3 separate regions of the Macaca mulatta genome follow, and regions 1 and 2 are each linked to region 3. The links are chromatin contacts, called in public Hi-C maps. All regions are on one chromosome and are shown on one strand. Each heading gives the region's core, a stretch centred on a gene start, on an enhancer-like site or on the middle of the called end of the contact. The rest is flanking DNA. Distances are from core to core; before and after follow the strand shown. Region 1 holds the start of BMF (Bcl2 modifying factor). Region 2 holds the start of BUB1B (BUB1 mitotic checkpoint serine/threonine kinase B). Region 3 holds the start of SRP14 (signal recognition particle 14).

Region 1 (4,356 bases), core at 66-2,565, 71 kb after region 3:
AAATTTCCTGATGAAAGGACCAAGTGCTGTCCTGCCAGTCACCTGGCAGGGGCTCCCCTCCAGCTCTCCAGCCTCCTCTTCTCAGGCTGGCAATCCCGACCTAAGAAGGGGCCCTCAAAGCCAATCACAAGCAGGGGTCATTGTCTTGGTTTTTCCTTTGAAGCCTATCACCTTCCCCTCCCCCTCCCAGCAAAGCCCCAAAGTTCAACCCTTGCCTGGACTGGACAGTGGGGGAGGTGCAGCCAGAAGGTGTGGCTCTGCAAGCCCCGGGGACCCCTCTCAGGCTCCACAAACTGTAGGTGGCTTGCTTGTAGGTGGGCGCCTCTGGAGGGGTGCTGGGCAAGGTCAAGGGTAAACTAAGAGAGGGTGAAGAAACCCTTTCCTCCCTTTTCTCCTGAGCTTAAGAGGTGATGTCCAGAGTGGCGGCAGGAGGGCACTGAGAACAGGGCCAGGGAATGCTTTATTCCTAGCACAGGAACTCAAGCCCCGCTGCAGCCATCCCAGCCCCTAAGGGCTGGAAGAGGGATGCTGAACTTAAGACTCCTCCTCCTCTTAGGAAAAGGCAGCAGCCAGACACCCAGAGCCTCGACAGTGACTAGGCGCGCGCGCGCGCGCACACACACACACACACCCACACACACACACACACACACCCAGACCTGGGTGACTCCAGGAGAGAGTCTCAGCCTCCGAGTCGTGATGCCAGGGCTCCGCGCCAGGGTCCAGCGTGACGAGCACTCGGGGGCTTGACGCCCAGACTCGATTGGGAAGGAGGGAAAAAGCCCAGCTGTTAAGGAGAGAAGCTTTCAGACTCCGCAGGGAGGCAGGATGCCCCACAATTCCTGTTCTACCCCAAAGTCAGACCCAGAGGCTGGGCCGTTCTCGGGCGCCCAGGTCTGCTCAGCAGTGCACCTCAGGTTCCCCTGCCTACCTGGACCCAACTCCTTCGAGTCCCAAATGCTACCCCCAAGTTCCCTCTTGGAGCAGCGCACCCAGCTGTGGGTTCTGCACCCCGTTCTCTCACCCCAGGGCCCCAGTTCTTCATGGTCACCCCAGACGCCCGCAGCCCAAACCCTTCCCGGGCCCCCATGCGCAGCGCGACTCCGCTCCCCACTTCCCCAGGGAGCTGCGATCCAACTCCGCCCGGACCCCGGCCGCCACCCGGGCGCTCACCGGGCTGCGGCAGGAGGCGGGAGGCGCAGGCAGGGGCGGCGGCGATAGCGGGCGCGGGCCGGGGCGGGAGGAGGCCACTCCGCACGGTGCGGTATTGTTTCCAAAATACGCCCGCTCGGGGCATCCCGCAAACAGCTGATGAGGCCCCGCCCCCCTGCGCGTCACGCCGAGGACTGGCCAATGGCGAGTGAAGCGCCAAGTCCCGGGCTGGGCAGCTGCCAGGGACGGTCACGAATGTACGAACCTTCCCTTGGAAACATTGCAAGGGACCGAGCAAAATTCCGACCGTCGCCAGAAGCGCAGTTGGAGCGCCGTCGCCAGCGCGGATTCTGTCCCTAATACAGGCTCTGGAAGCGCCAGAGAGTCCCTGAATCCTCTATTAGGTGTCGGAGAGGGGGCGCCAAAGTAACTTTTGTCTTCTTTTTCACGGGAATGGGCAGAATAATTGCTGCGCGTCCAGAAAGGGAGGGGGGAAGGAGGCGGGGAGTTTTTTGATGAGGCTGATGCGTCCAGTGGGTGCAGGGTGCAGGGTGCGGGTCCCTGTGGGATCCCAGCTTCAGGGGAAAGCTCCCTCCCGCCTGCCGAGCAGGTCAGAAGAAAACTGCAGCCCCAAAGCTGAAGGTGTGTTTGAAACAAACACATCCAGAGGAACCCTTAGGTCCTCTTCTTGACTGGGCATAGTGGGCACTGGCAAAATAAGGACCTGGCTGAGAAGAGGAGCGCTCAAGAAGGCAGGGGCTGCTTGAGCGGTTGACACATATCTCGCATATGGCAGCGTTTAGAGATTGTGCTGGTGCTGCCAGGAGAGCAACATGTCCTGCAGACCGTGCAAGGGAATCTGTAGGCTACTTCACAGACATTTACCGAGCACCTACTCTGTGCCAGATACTGGGCTGAGTGCCAGAAACCTGGCGTCTGCCCTCAAGGAGCTTACAGTCTACTAGGAGAGGTAGCCCTGAAAATAGTGAAAAGTCATAGGAATTGTATCCGTTCCAAGGATAATGACTATTGAGGAATGCAGAAAAATTCAGAATACAAAGGCTGGAGAAGGCCTCAGGGAGACAGCTTTTAAATTGAATGGGAAATATTTTTCAATAAGGAAAACCAGATGCACGTGGCTCACGCCTGTAGTCCCAACTGGGAGGCCTAGGCAAGGCGGGTGGTTCACTTGAGCTCAGCAGTTGGAGACCAGCCTGGCCAACAGGGCGAAACCCTGTCTCTACTAAAAATACAAAAATCAGCCAGGCATGGTGGCGCATGCCTGTAATCCCAGCTACTTGGGAGGCTGAGGCAGGAGAATTGCTTGAACCCAGGAGGCGAAGGATGCAGTGGGCCGAGATAGCGCCACCGCACTCCAGCCTGGGCGACAGTGAGACTCCATCTCAAAAAAAAAAAAAAAAAGAATAGCCCAGGCCTAAGGGTAGCCAGCTGAAGTGCTGAGCTGGAGAGCTTGCCTGTGCAGGGAGCAGAGGGAGGCTTGGTGACTGGATCATTGGGTGCACACTGAGATTTAGGAACAGTGGGCATGGGCAGGTGGGTTCAGGTCAGATTACAGAGGTGTCCCTGGAATGCCAGACTGAAGAATCTGTATTTTATAAAGGGGAGGCGGCAAAGATTTTATTGGAGATGAGCGACTTGACCAAGCCTGCGTTTTAGGAAAGATAAAATGATGAGTCCAGAAAGCAGTGAGAGGGAGCCACTCCCGCAACAATCCTGACCCACCAGGGGCGGTAGGGCTCAGCTGTGCTCTGACCACTGAGCTGCTCTCTGAGTTGTAAACTCAGATTTAAGGTCAGTGGAGCTGGGACCTTCAGCCCAATAGAGCCTGAAGTCTCCTTGTACCTTTTCCCCATCCATTCTTTCCTTTGCTCCCTCACAAGGCACCTGAAAGAGAATGAACCAGCCATATTGAGGGCTGTGGTTGCTAGAATAGAAAAATGCTGTCTCCAAAGAACAGAGAAGAGGGAAAAGGGAAAGAGTGGGGAGTCAAGGTTGGCCAGTAGCGCAGTCCCCCAGAAATTGATAGATGTCCAGCAAGAGGCGCTAAGCCAAAAGGAGGTATATTATTTTACCCAGAGGCTTGGCCAAAAGTGCATATCTGAGCTGGTCAGAGGGACCTTACCCTTCTGCTACAAGTAAGGAGATGCGGAAACCAAACCCAGCCTCTGTGAAAGGTACTGGGAGCCCTCCGTGGTTTCCAATGCACCGACTTCCTTCCACTCCTTCCTTCCACCCTTCTCTTCTCATTTGCTTTCCTATCAGGTCAGTGTCTTAGGCTGGCCAGTGGTGCCCCAAGCATTCCTTAGGTTCAAGAGTGGAACTAAAGGACACAGCAGCTCTGAATCTGCCCTCTGGGACAGCACAGGCCCTGAGGGCTGGGGCCATCGTAGCTCTCCTGACCCACCTGAGATGCTAAAGCTCTGTCTGCTTCATCACAGCCCTGCATGGTAAAATTGGGTCCGTAAGGCAAAGAAGCGGAGAGAATGGGTTATTTTTGTTTGTTTTGAGACAGGGTCTTGCTCCGTTTCCCAGGATGCAGTGCGGTGGTGCAATCACAGCTTATTGCAGCCTCAATCTCCCAGGCTCAAGTGATCCTCCCACCTCAGCCTCCCAAGTAGCTGGGACTGCAGGTGTGCACCACCACAGCCAGCAACGTTTTAAAATTTTTATTTTTGTAGAGACAGGGTCTCACTATGTTGCCCGGGCTGGTCTTGAACTCCTGGCCTCCAGCACTCCTCCCACCTCGGCCTCCTAAAGTGCTGTGATTATAGGCATGAGCCACCGCACCCAGCCAAGGATGGGATATTGACATGGGATCTATGTACTCACCAGGCTCATCAGGGTCCTGAGCTTTAGGGTTTATGAACCCCTGAAACTGGTTAAACTGTGTTTGTGGGTATGCACAAACATTTTTGTGAGTGGAGTGGATCCATAGCTTATAACACTTTCATAAAGTGGTCTGTGACCCTATAAAGGTTTCAGAAAATCGTCATTGTGACAGAATGGGGCTGAGGAACAGAAAGGGGTATCTCAGTGAGTCTGGCAGTTTGCAAGATATGGGGAGGGTCACATCACCAGTGATATTTATTTTAGGACCTTTCTCCCAGGTCTTCACAGCCTGCTCCCTCCGGCTGGTTCTGAAAGACACCTGTGGCTTTGCCTCCTGCACTCTCAGTCTCTAAG
Region 2 (4,394 bases), core at 629-3,128, 110 kb after region 3:
ACATGTGTACGAGCTTAATCCTGACTTTCTTAGAATTGGCAGGTGCAGTTAAAGCCTATCCCCACCCAGGCCCTATGTTGGCTGCCAAGCTACAGTCCAGCCTAAGAACTCATTTTCCAAATTAAACCACAGAGCACCTCCTGTCATACATTTTGGAGTTTTGTTTTGTTTTGTTTTGTTTTACCTACCTCCTTCTTTCTCCGTAGTGAAACAAGCAAGGGGTTTAGCCTGAATGAGTTCTACATTGTACCACAGTTTATGGGAAATCCGACTAGATTATAGGAAAGACTGAGATCAAAAGACCAAATGCTACATTTCCAAGATCGTTTGTAGGAAATAGTCAAAACTGAGAAGCCGTAGATATGAACAGGACACCCTGTTAAAAGGAAATGAAGTGCTAGGCCAGTACTGGCATAAGGTAAGAGATAAAATGAGCCAGTGAGAGAATCCCATGCACCACATCTCACATGATCCAGGAAAGCTTCCTGGATGTGGAGGACTAGGATGTAAAGAGTAACCAAAATTTCCTATGAGGAATCACCCCTTCCCCTCTCTCAGTCCCAAGGTGAAACACATGACTTGGTTCTGAACAATCAAAGCCCTGAAATCTACTATCCCCAGTGACTGTTTGGGAGGAAGGGGTTAAGCAGGGTGACTCCTAAGTCTGAATTTGAACCTGTAAGGATAAAGTCCTGAATCTGTTGCCCAATGGAGAATGACAATAAACCAACAACAAGAGTACAGGCGAGGTGGAGAGAGGCCCAGTCCACATGACTCCTGGATTAAGCTTTATCTGAAGTCTTTTATATATAAAAGACAGTAAACTCCCTTTTCTGAGTAGGCCAGTTTAAGTTGGATTTCTATTTCTTTGGAATCAAGAGTCCTGATGATTCAGAGGAAAGAATGACTTACATAACGTGAACAAAGACAGAAAGCTGGGAACTAAGAAACAGGGAGTAGTGGACAGTATCCTCAGCACCTGCCTCTGGGAACTGCTGCTTCTCCGACCATCCCCACAGTCATAAAGGAGAAATCCCCTGTACCTGTGCTTTCTTAAACGACCCTGTTCTTGCCTCAAGGTGGCTAGTGCCTGTAATCGCAGCTACTGGGGAGGCTCAGGTGGGAGGATCACTTGACCCCGGGAATTGGAGGCTGAAGTGAGCCATGATCAGGCTACTGCACTCCAGCCTGGGCGACAGAGCAAGAAGAAGACCCTGTCTCTAAAACAAAACCAACCAAACAAAAAGATCCTACTCCCCTGGTCACATCTGATCTATCACAGTTTCTTCCTCAGAAAATTGAAATTGCGACGAACAGTTTAATGTCAGTCAAGGCTCGTCTCCTGAAGGGGAAAAGAGGTGAAACCTTGGGAACCATAGCATGGCTGTGTTTACTGCTTGTGGACTGAGCAGAAGAGAAAGCAAGACAATATCATCACTTTATAGATGAGGAAAGCTGACGGTCAGAGAGATTATATAGCTTGCCTAAAGTTGCACATTTGGTATGATTTTACAGAACTAGAATCCAGCTTTTTTGAATTCAAGGGTGGGGCAGGAAACAGCTAGGTCCGTGGCCTAAGAACCCCGCACGGGTGAGATTTGGGGCAGACAGCAGGGGTAGTCACTCTAGAAGAGTCAGGCCAAGTGCAAGCACTCAGAGACATCTCCCAGCACTCAAAACAGCAAAGAAATTCTGGTGCTTTAAGTGTTCCTCGCTCAGCTCATAGACTCGCCTTCCAGCCACGACTCAAGACAGCACCTGCAGAGAATATGTTTCGCCTAAGCCTATTGTACTTCCGCGGCCATTGACTCCGGGAAACTACAATTCCCATTATGCACCGCGACTTCGCAGACTACACCGGTATAAACTACAAGCCCCAGAATGCCTTGGGCGAGAGGCTAGAGCACGGAGGAGCGAAGGGGCGTGGCCACGTCGACCGCGCGGGACCGTTAAATTTGAAACTTGGCGGCTAGGGGTGCGGGCTTGAGGTGGCTGATTTGTAAGGGAGTCGAGTGCGTGCCGTGGTCGTTTCTGTAGCTCCGAGGGCAGGTTGCGGAAGAAAGCCCAGGCGGCCTGCGGCCCGGAGGAAAGACCTGCAGCAGGACGAGGACCTGAGCCAGGAATGCAGGATGGCGGCGGTGAAGAAGGAAGGGGGTGCTCTGAGGTAGATACGGGAGAAGAGCTGCTGGGGGCTGGGCCTGAGAGGACCCGAAGGTGCCTGGTAGGTGATAGAAGGTTCCGCTCGGAGTAGTCGAGGGGGAGATCGGCACTGTCAGAACAGGCCCCGCCGGAGCCTCCTTCCTTTTGGAGTCGAATGCCAGAGGTGGAGGGGAAAAGGCAGTGGACTGAGGGCACGTGCGAATCCTGCCTCATCCAGCTTCAAAGCGAAGAAGGCTGCGGGACCCCAGCGGAACAAAGACTTTGGAAGTTGTAATGTGGTCTTGTTTGTAACTCAGCTCAGCCACCTGCTAGTTGTTTGACCTTGGGCAAATCGTATGTATGGAAAACGCTGATGTTAATGCTGCCTTACGTGGTTCTGGGGGAATTCAAAGTATTTGTTAAGTAACTGCTTCCAAATAAGCCATCAACAAAAGGCAGGTGCTATGCCAATAGCACAGAGATCTAAAAAGCCTTTAGCCAATATCATAGACATCTAAATTATGCCAATAGCGTAGAGATCTAAAAAGCCTTTCTCTGCATGTTTGCGGCTTTTCCTTGTATTAAAAAAAAAACTATATTGCAGTTCTAGGTTGGAAATGTGTATGTGTGTTCACCATGGTGCCCACAATACCTAGATAAGTGCTATGTCATGGGCTCTTTCATTCACGTAACGAGTATTTTTTTGGCTAAGCTCTGAATGCAGCAAATATACAGACACCCAAATCTCAACCCTCATGAAGCTTAAATTCTGGGTTGGATGAAGGTGGGGGAGTCAGACAATAAGGAAACTGTTAGGTGGAGATGGTGGTCAGTATTTAAAAAAATAAAGCAAGTGTGGGTAGGGAATATTGGGAGTGGAGACTGGTGCAATTTTAGCTTGAACACTGGAGCCTCACTGAGATGTCATTTTGGTCAAGATGTGAAGGAATCTCAAAAGCTAGCGGTTCTATATCTGAGGGAAGTACAAAGGCTGAGGGTGAGAGCTGGGGAAGGAAGTTGCATCTGGCATGTCCAAGGCCATTGTCACTGGAGCAGAGTTAACTAGAAGAGTAAAAGGATATTACATAAAAATGGTGAAGATGCAGACATTGTAAGGACTTAGCTTTTACTCTAGTTGTAATCAAAAGTCACTGGAAGGTTTTGAGCAAAGGAAGGACATAATCTAACTTGGGTTTAAGTGGGGTCACTTTGGCTGTAGTGTTGAATACACTAAAGGCAGCAAAGGATGTAAGCAAGGGACACTAGTTAAGAGGTTGTTGAAATAATTCAGCCTGAAATAATTCAGCTCAAAAGTGAGTTGAGCCAGGTGGAAAACAGTGGAGATGATGAGAAGTGGCTGATTTCTGTATATATTTTGAGGGTAGAACCAGTAGGATTTGCTGACTGACTGAGGGGTATGAGAAGGGCATCAAAGTTGGCACTAAGATTTTTGGCTTGGGCAACTGAAGAATGGGATTGCCATTTATTTGAGAAAAAGGAAGACTGTGGGAGGAGCAGGTCTGGGAGGAAGTGGGGGCAGTCTTAGCTCAATTTGGGATATTTAACTGAGATAATGTAATCACTATTTTTAAGAGCAAGAGAAGAAAGTTCAGATGAATTCAACAAACATTCAGGGCATAATAGTGTTATATTTTGTATTAGATCGTGGGCATACAAAAATAAATGGCATAGCCTTTACCTTTACAGGGTTCACACAATATAGAGCAGGTCCTGGTATAATGTCGTTTTGTTATTATGTTGATGAGAAAAAAAAAAATTCATTGCGGGGCTGCTGTGTATGTGAAGTTTGCATGTTTTCCACATGTCTGCATCGGTTTCCTTAGGTACTCCAGTTTCCTTCTACATCCCAAAGATGTACCTGTTAATAGGCGTGTCTAAATGATCCCAGTCTGAATGAGTGTGAATGTGAGTGCTCCCTGTGATGGAATGGTATCCTGTCTAGGGTTGGTTCCTCACTGAGTTGCTGAGATGGGCTCTGGCCACCCTCGACCCTGAACTAGAATAAGTGAGTTGGAAAATGAATGAAGGAATGAATACAAATTATTGTAAAATAAAAATCTGTAAAGGCTGGGCGCAGTGGCTCACACCTATAATCCCAGCACTTCAGGAGGCTGAGGCAACAGGATTGCTTGAGCTCAGCAGTTCAAGACCAGCCTGGGCAACATAGTAAGACGTGTCTCTATTTAAAAAGTTTATAGAAAGTGTGTATGATAATCATACAAATGCATGACAAT
Region 3 (4,401 bases), core at 106-2,605:
ACTCAAGAAGACTCTTCCTTTGCATTATTCAACCTCCACTGAAAGGAAAGACTAGGGCTCTTGACTAAAATGCATATTTTCTCAAGTGTGAAACCTAACATTTAGCTGCACATTCGCCATGTGAACCACAAAGATAAGGAAATAATAGCATCACCTGGTGCCAAGAAACTGCTTACTGAAGGCCCAACACAGTAAGGGGCTAAGGAATCAAATATTTATGCCAACGGCTCCTTACAGTACTACGAATAAGGACGAATACGCTACTTTCATTCATTTCCGCAAAAATTTTAGCAGAACTAACGACTGTTTGACCTCTACCTTCTTCATTTTATTTTATTCTTGAGTTTTCTACTACTGAAGTATAGGAAGGTCCTGGTCTCAGAAATAGCCACACAGGGCAAAAGGGAAAAGTAAATTAAAGCCTGGTTCAGAAACGCCCCATCCTCTCTTCAATTCGAGTGTTTACATTTCAAAAGATAGCCTTAGGAACTCAGCTCACCACAGTGCTGATCTTCTTTTTCCCATCGGTAGCTCTTAACAGACACTTGTTGTCTGCGGGCTCAAAGCCCTCCACAGTACCTTTCTTTGGAATGGGTTTGGTTCGACCGTCATCTGAAGGAAAAATGCATCCTGGTGAACACGGCCGCATACGTGGCTGAGCGGCAGACAAACAGTTAAAACAGAGGAGGGGGTAAGTGATGACCTAATCCAGCCCCGCTGCTCTAGTTCTGTTAAACACCTCGTCTGCTACCACGGTCTGGCGAAACCCTGGAGAAACTATTATTTCCACGACGGAAACATGGAATAGCGAAGCACGTTAACTCCCACTCAAAGTGGCGGCGTTTGGGATCCCTGACAAAGAGCCCTGGGCTGCTTGGGACCCATTGTTACCAGAAGCAACCTAGGCGGCTCAGCGCTGGGGACTGCGCCCGCTACAATCCCCATCATTTTCCAGGCCCGAAGCCCCGAATGTGCCCAGTACAGAGTGACGGACGGTAGAGGAAGGCGGCGGTCCGCGGCAGACAGACTCCGGTGGCTCCCAGACACCGGGCACCCGGGGAGCATCGCCCGGCTCCCCTCCCGCTGCTTACACTTCTTCAAGGTGATATAGACGCTGCCCGACGTCCGGCACTTCTGGAAAAGTCTGGTCAGCTCCGTCAGGAACTGAAAAACAACAGGCCCGGCCCCGTTAGCCAGCCCCAAATCCTCGCCCCGCCGCGTCAAGGCCCTGGTCCTCCCGCAGAAGGAGGCAGAGGTCTCGACCAAAGCCTGAGCCGCCCCCGTCTCTCTGCCGGCCAGGCCTAGCCATACCTGCTCGCTCTCCAACAACACCATCGCGGCGACGCTTCGCTCCACTCCCTCCGCTGAAGCCCCTAGCAGTGAGAGCCGGAAGTTCGGCCTAGGCTGGGCGGGACTTCCGCTACTACGCTTCCATTGTCTTCCACCAATCTCTTCTCTTCCACCAATCCTGGCCGGCGCCCTGGGACGTCCGGGGGCCAGTGACCTGGAGGCGTTGGGGCTGTCCTGGGCCGTCGCTTGAGAGAGAACTTCTCACCCCAGCCAGGGTGAGGGAGTGAGAGCAAAAGAAAGTTTTGATAGCAGCGTATAGTTTATGTTCAGCTGTATGCTGGGCAGGTTACCTAACAATTCAGTGACTCAGTTTCCTTATCCATAAAGTGAGGGTAATGATAGTATCTACTTCGCAGTGTGGTCGTGAAGCGTAAATGAAACTCAGATTAAATACGTAGAACAGTGCCTGGCACATAGAGCGTGTTCCGTAGGTATCAGCTATTGTTCTTTTAATTATTGTCATCATTATAAGTTCCTGTAGATCCTTTAAATTCTCCCTAAACGCTGCCTTTTAGCTGTAGCCAGAGGGGCTGGGCCGGGCGCGGTGGCTCACGCCTGTAATCCCAGCACTTTGGGAGGCCGAGGCGGGCGGATCACGAGGTCAGGAGATTGAGACCATCCTGGCTAACACGGTGAAACCCCGTCTCTACTAAAAATACAAAAGAGCCGGGGGTGGTGGCGGGCGCCTGTAATCCCAGCTACTCCGGAGGCTGAATGGCGTGAACCCGGGAGGCGGAGCTTGCAAGCCGAGATCGCGCCGCTGCACTCCAGCCTGGGCTACAGAGCGAGCCTCCGTCTCAAAAAAAAAAAAAAAAAAAAAAAAAAGAGGGGCTGGAGCCCAGTTTTTAGTTCTACCTCTGATTAGTCAGGAGAACTGGGTTGTAAGCCCTCTCTGCCAGTAGCCAACTTGAACCCTGGGCCCTCTATAAAGTCAAGCATTCTACCACACAAGAGGTTTTCGCTGAGTGCCTCTCAGTCTGTGCCAGGCACTGTTGTAGAGGTTGGGGATGCTGCAGGATAAGACAAGCTAAGTTTCTGGTTTCCTGGAACTTGGGTTAAAAGGGGCAGGGAGGAAATAAACAATGAAGCAAACAAGTAAGTAGTACAGCTTCAGATAATGAGCTCTGTGAAGACAGCTAAGCAGGGCTGTATAATGAGTGGGAAGGGGACTGCTTTGGGCTGGGGTCAGAGGAGTTCTCGTCGAAGAGGAGAGCTTTGAATTGAAAGCTGAAAGGACCAGCCATCCAAAGATCTAGGGACACAGTGTTTCAGACACAGAGAATGGCTAGAGCAAAACCCCCAAAGGGGAAACAAGTTGCCCTGTGTCTAAGACTGACAGGTGCGGGTGGGGGTGAGGAGGGCTTGTGGAGCAAGGAGTGAAGGAGTATGGAGAGGTAGCTGGGAACCAGATTATGTAGGGCCTGTGACCATGGTAAATTTGGATTTTGTTCTAGATACAAAGAGAAGACTCTTGTTAAGGAAGTTTTCAAGAGAACACTGAAAATGGGATTTACCATTTTTTAAAGATGGCCCTGTCTGGGTTGTGAAGACTGTAGAGAGACAAGGCAGGAAATGGGGAGCCCAGTTAGGAGATTCACAAACTTAATGGCTTAAATATGTTCACTCTCTGATTTCACATTTTCTTCCAAATGGCCAGCGCCCTTTGCCCACTTCCTGCCCTAGGCTGATGACCTTGTATAGCCAACCTGTATTGGCTTTTGGTTCTCCAGGATTTGAACCTGTTTGCAGTCCCCTGTTGTGTGGGTTTTGGTGAGAGGCAATAAATAAATAATTAAATAAAAGGGTCAGAGAGTCACTCACCTGCCCTCAGCAGCGGGGCTCAAGCATTGACCTACCGTGGGTCAATCTGGTGCTCGCAACCAGGACTTCAGCTTCTGAGCTAGTGATGCCAAGGCCCGGGGCTCTTGCATGGGTGTCCAGCCATTTGAATGTGAGGACTTTTTTGGCTCATCTGTATTGGCAGATACCACCAAAATTATGCATGGGCCCTTTTTGAAAAAGTTTTTTATCTCATAGCTATCATTTGTGTTAGCGTATTTTACATATGGCCCAGGACAATTCTTACAATTCTTCTTTCAACGTGGCCCAGGGAAGCCAAACGGTTGGACGTGCACGCTAGAGGTTATTCACACGGCGCCAATCACAGAGTGCTCGTGTGTTGGTGGCCCTACAGCAGGGGTTTTCACCAGACTGTTCTAACCTTTGCTAGTCCTGAGGTGTACGAAGATGACTCCCCAATTTTTTTTTTTTTTTTTTTTTTTGAGACGGAGTCTCACTCTGTCGCCCAGGCTGGAGTGCAGTGGCCGGATCTCAGCTCACTGCAAGCTCCGCCTCCCGGGTTCACGCCATTCTCCTGCCTCAGCCTCCCGAGTAGCTGGGACTACAGGCGCCCGCCACCTCGCCCAGCTAGTTTTTTGTATTTTTTAGTAGAGACGGGGTTTCACCGTGTTAACCAGGATGGTCTCGATCTCCTGACCTCGTGATCCGCCTGTCTCGGCCTCCCAAAGTGCTGGGATTACAGGCTTGAGCCACCGCGCCCGGCCGACTCCCCAATTTTTAATTATAGCTTTTACCTCTGTATTGAGCTCCAAACTTACATATTCAGCTGTCTACTTGGTAGTTCCACTTGGATGTATAACCAGCATCTCGGATATTACATGACCAAATCAAAACTTTTTACTTCCCACATCTTTGCTATTTATTAAATGGCACCACCATCTGCCTAGTTACTAAAAAAAAAAAACACCCATGAGTCATCTCAGATTCCTTTTTCTTTTTGAGGCAGGGTCTCACTCTGTCACCCAGGCTAGAGGGCAGTGGTACAATTTCAGCTCACTGCAGTCTCCACCTCTCAGGCTCAAGCTATCCTCCAGCCTCAGCCTCCTAAGTAGTTGGGACTACAGGCATGAGCCACTGCCCCCAGCTGTTCTTTTTCTTTTTAATTTTCACATCTACACCTGCATGAGTCCTGTTGGCTATCTTCAAAGTTTAATGTGATTGCAATCACACTAGCATCTGGACTTTTGCAAA

Evidence for each region. Hi-C and Micro-C count contacts between places; a contact is called where the count stands out from the background.
Region 1: a Hi-C map of CD4 T cells shows a contact between it and region 3, with 2.5 times the contacts expected there. The contact joins the promoter of BMF here to the promoter of SRP14 in region 3. A contact is called at or near these places in 3 of 14 Hi-C or Micro-C datasets (CD4 T cells, fetal cortex germinal zone and liver).
Region 2: a contact with region 3 is called in a Hi-C map of fetal cortex germinal zone, with 2.9 times the contacts expected there. The contact joins the promoter of BUB1B here to the promoter of SRP14 in region 3. A contact is called at or near these places in 3 of 14 Hi-C or Micro-C datasets (CD4 T cells, fetal cortex germinal zone and fibroblasts).

The regions. Positions count from the first base shown.
Region 1 is chr7:17,427,605-17,431,960 of T2T-MMU8v2.0, forward strand. BMF (Bcl2 modifying factor) reads right to left here and starts at 1,316. Exons shown (of 6, transcript XM_015141924.3): 1 at 1,174-1,316; 2 at 749-787; 3 at 660-746. The coding sequence starts at 1,297.
Region 2 is chr7:17,467,347-17,471,740 of T2T-MMU8v2.0, forward strand. BUB1B (BUB1 mitotic checkpoint serine/threonine kinase B) reads left to right here and starts at 1,879. Exons shown (of 23, transcript XM_028850735.2): 1 at 1,879-2,164. The coding sequence starts at 2,130.
Region 3 is chr7:17,356,816-17,361,216 of T2T-MMU8v2.0, forward strand. SRP14 (signal recognition particle 14) reads right to left here and starts at 1,356. Exons shown (of 5, transcript NM_001265919.1): 1 at 1,312-1,356; 2 at 1,092-1,164; 3 at 500-612. The coding sequence starts at 1,335.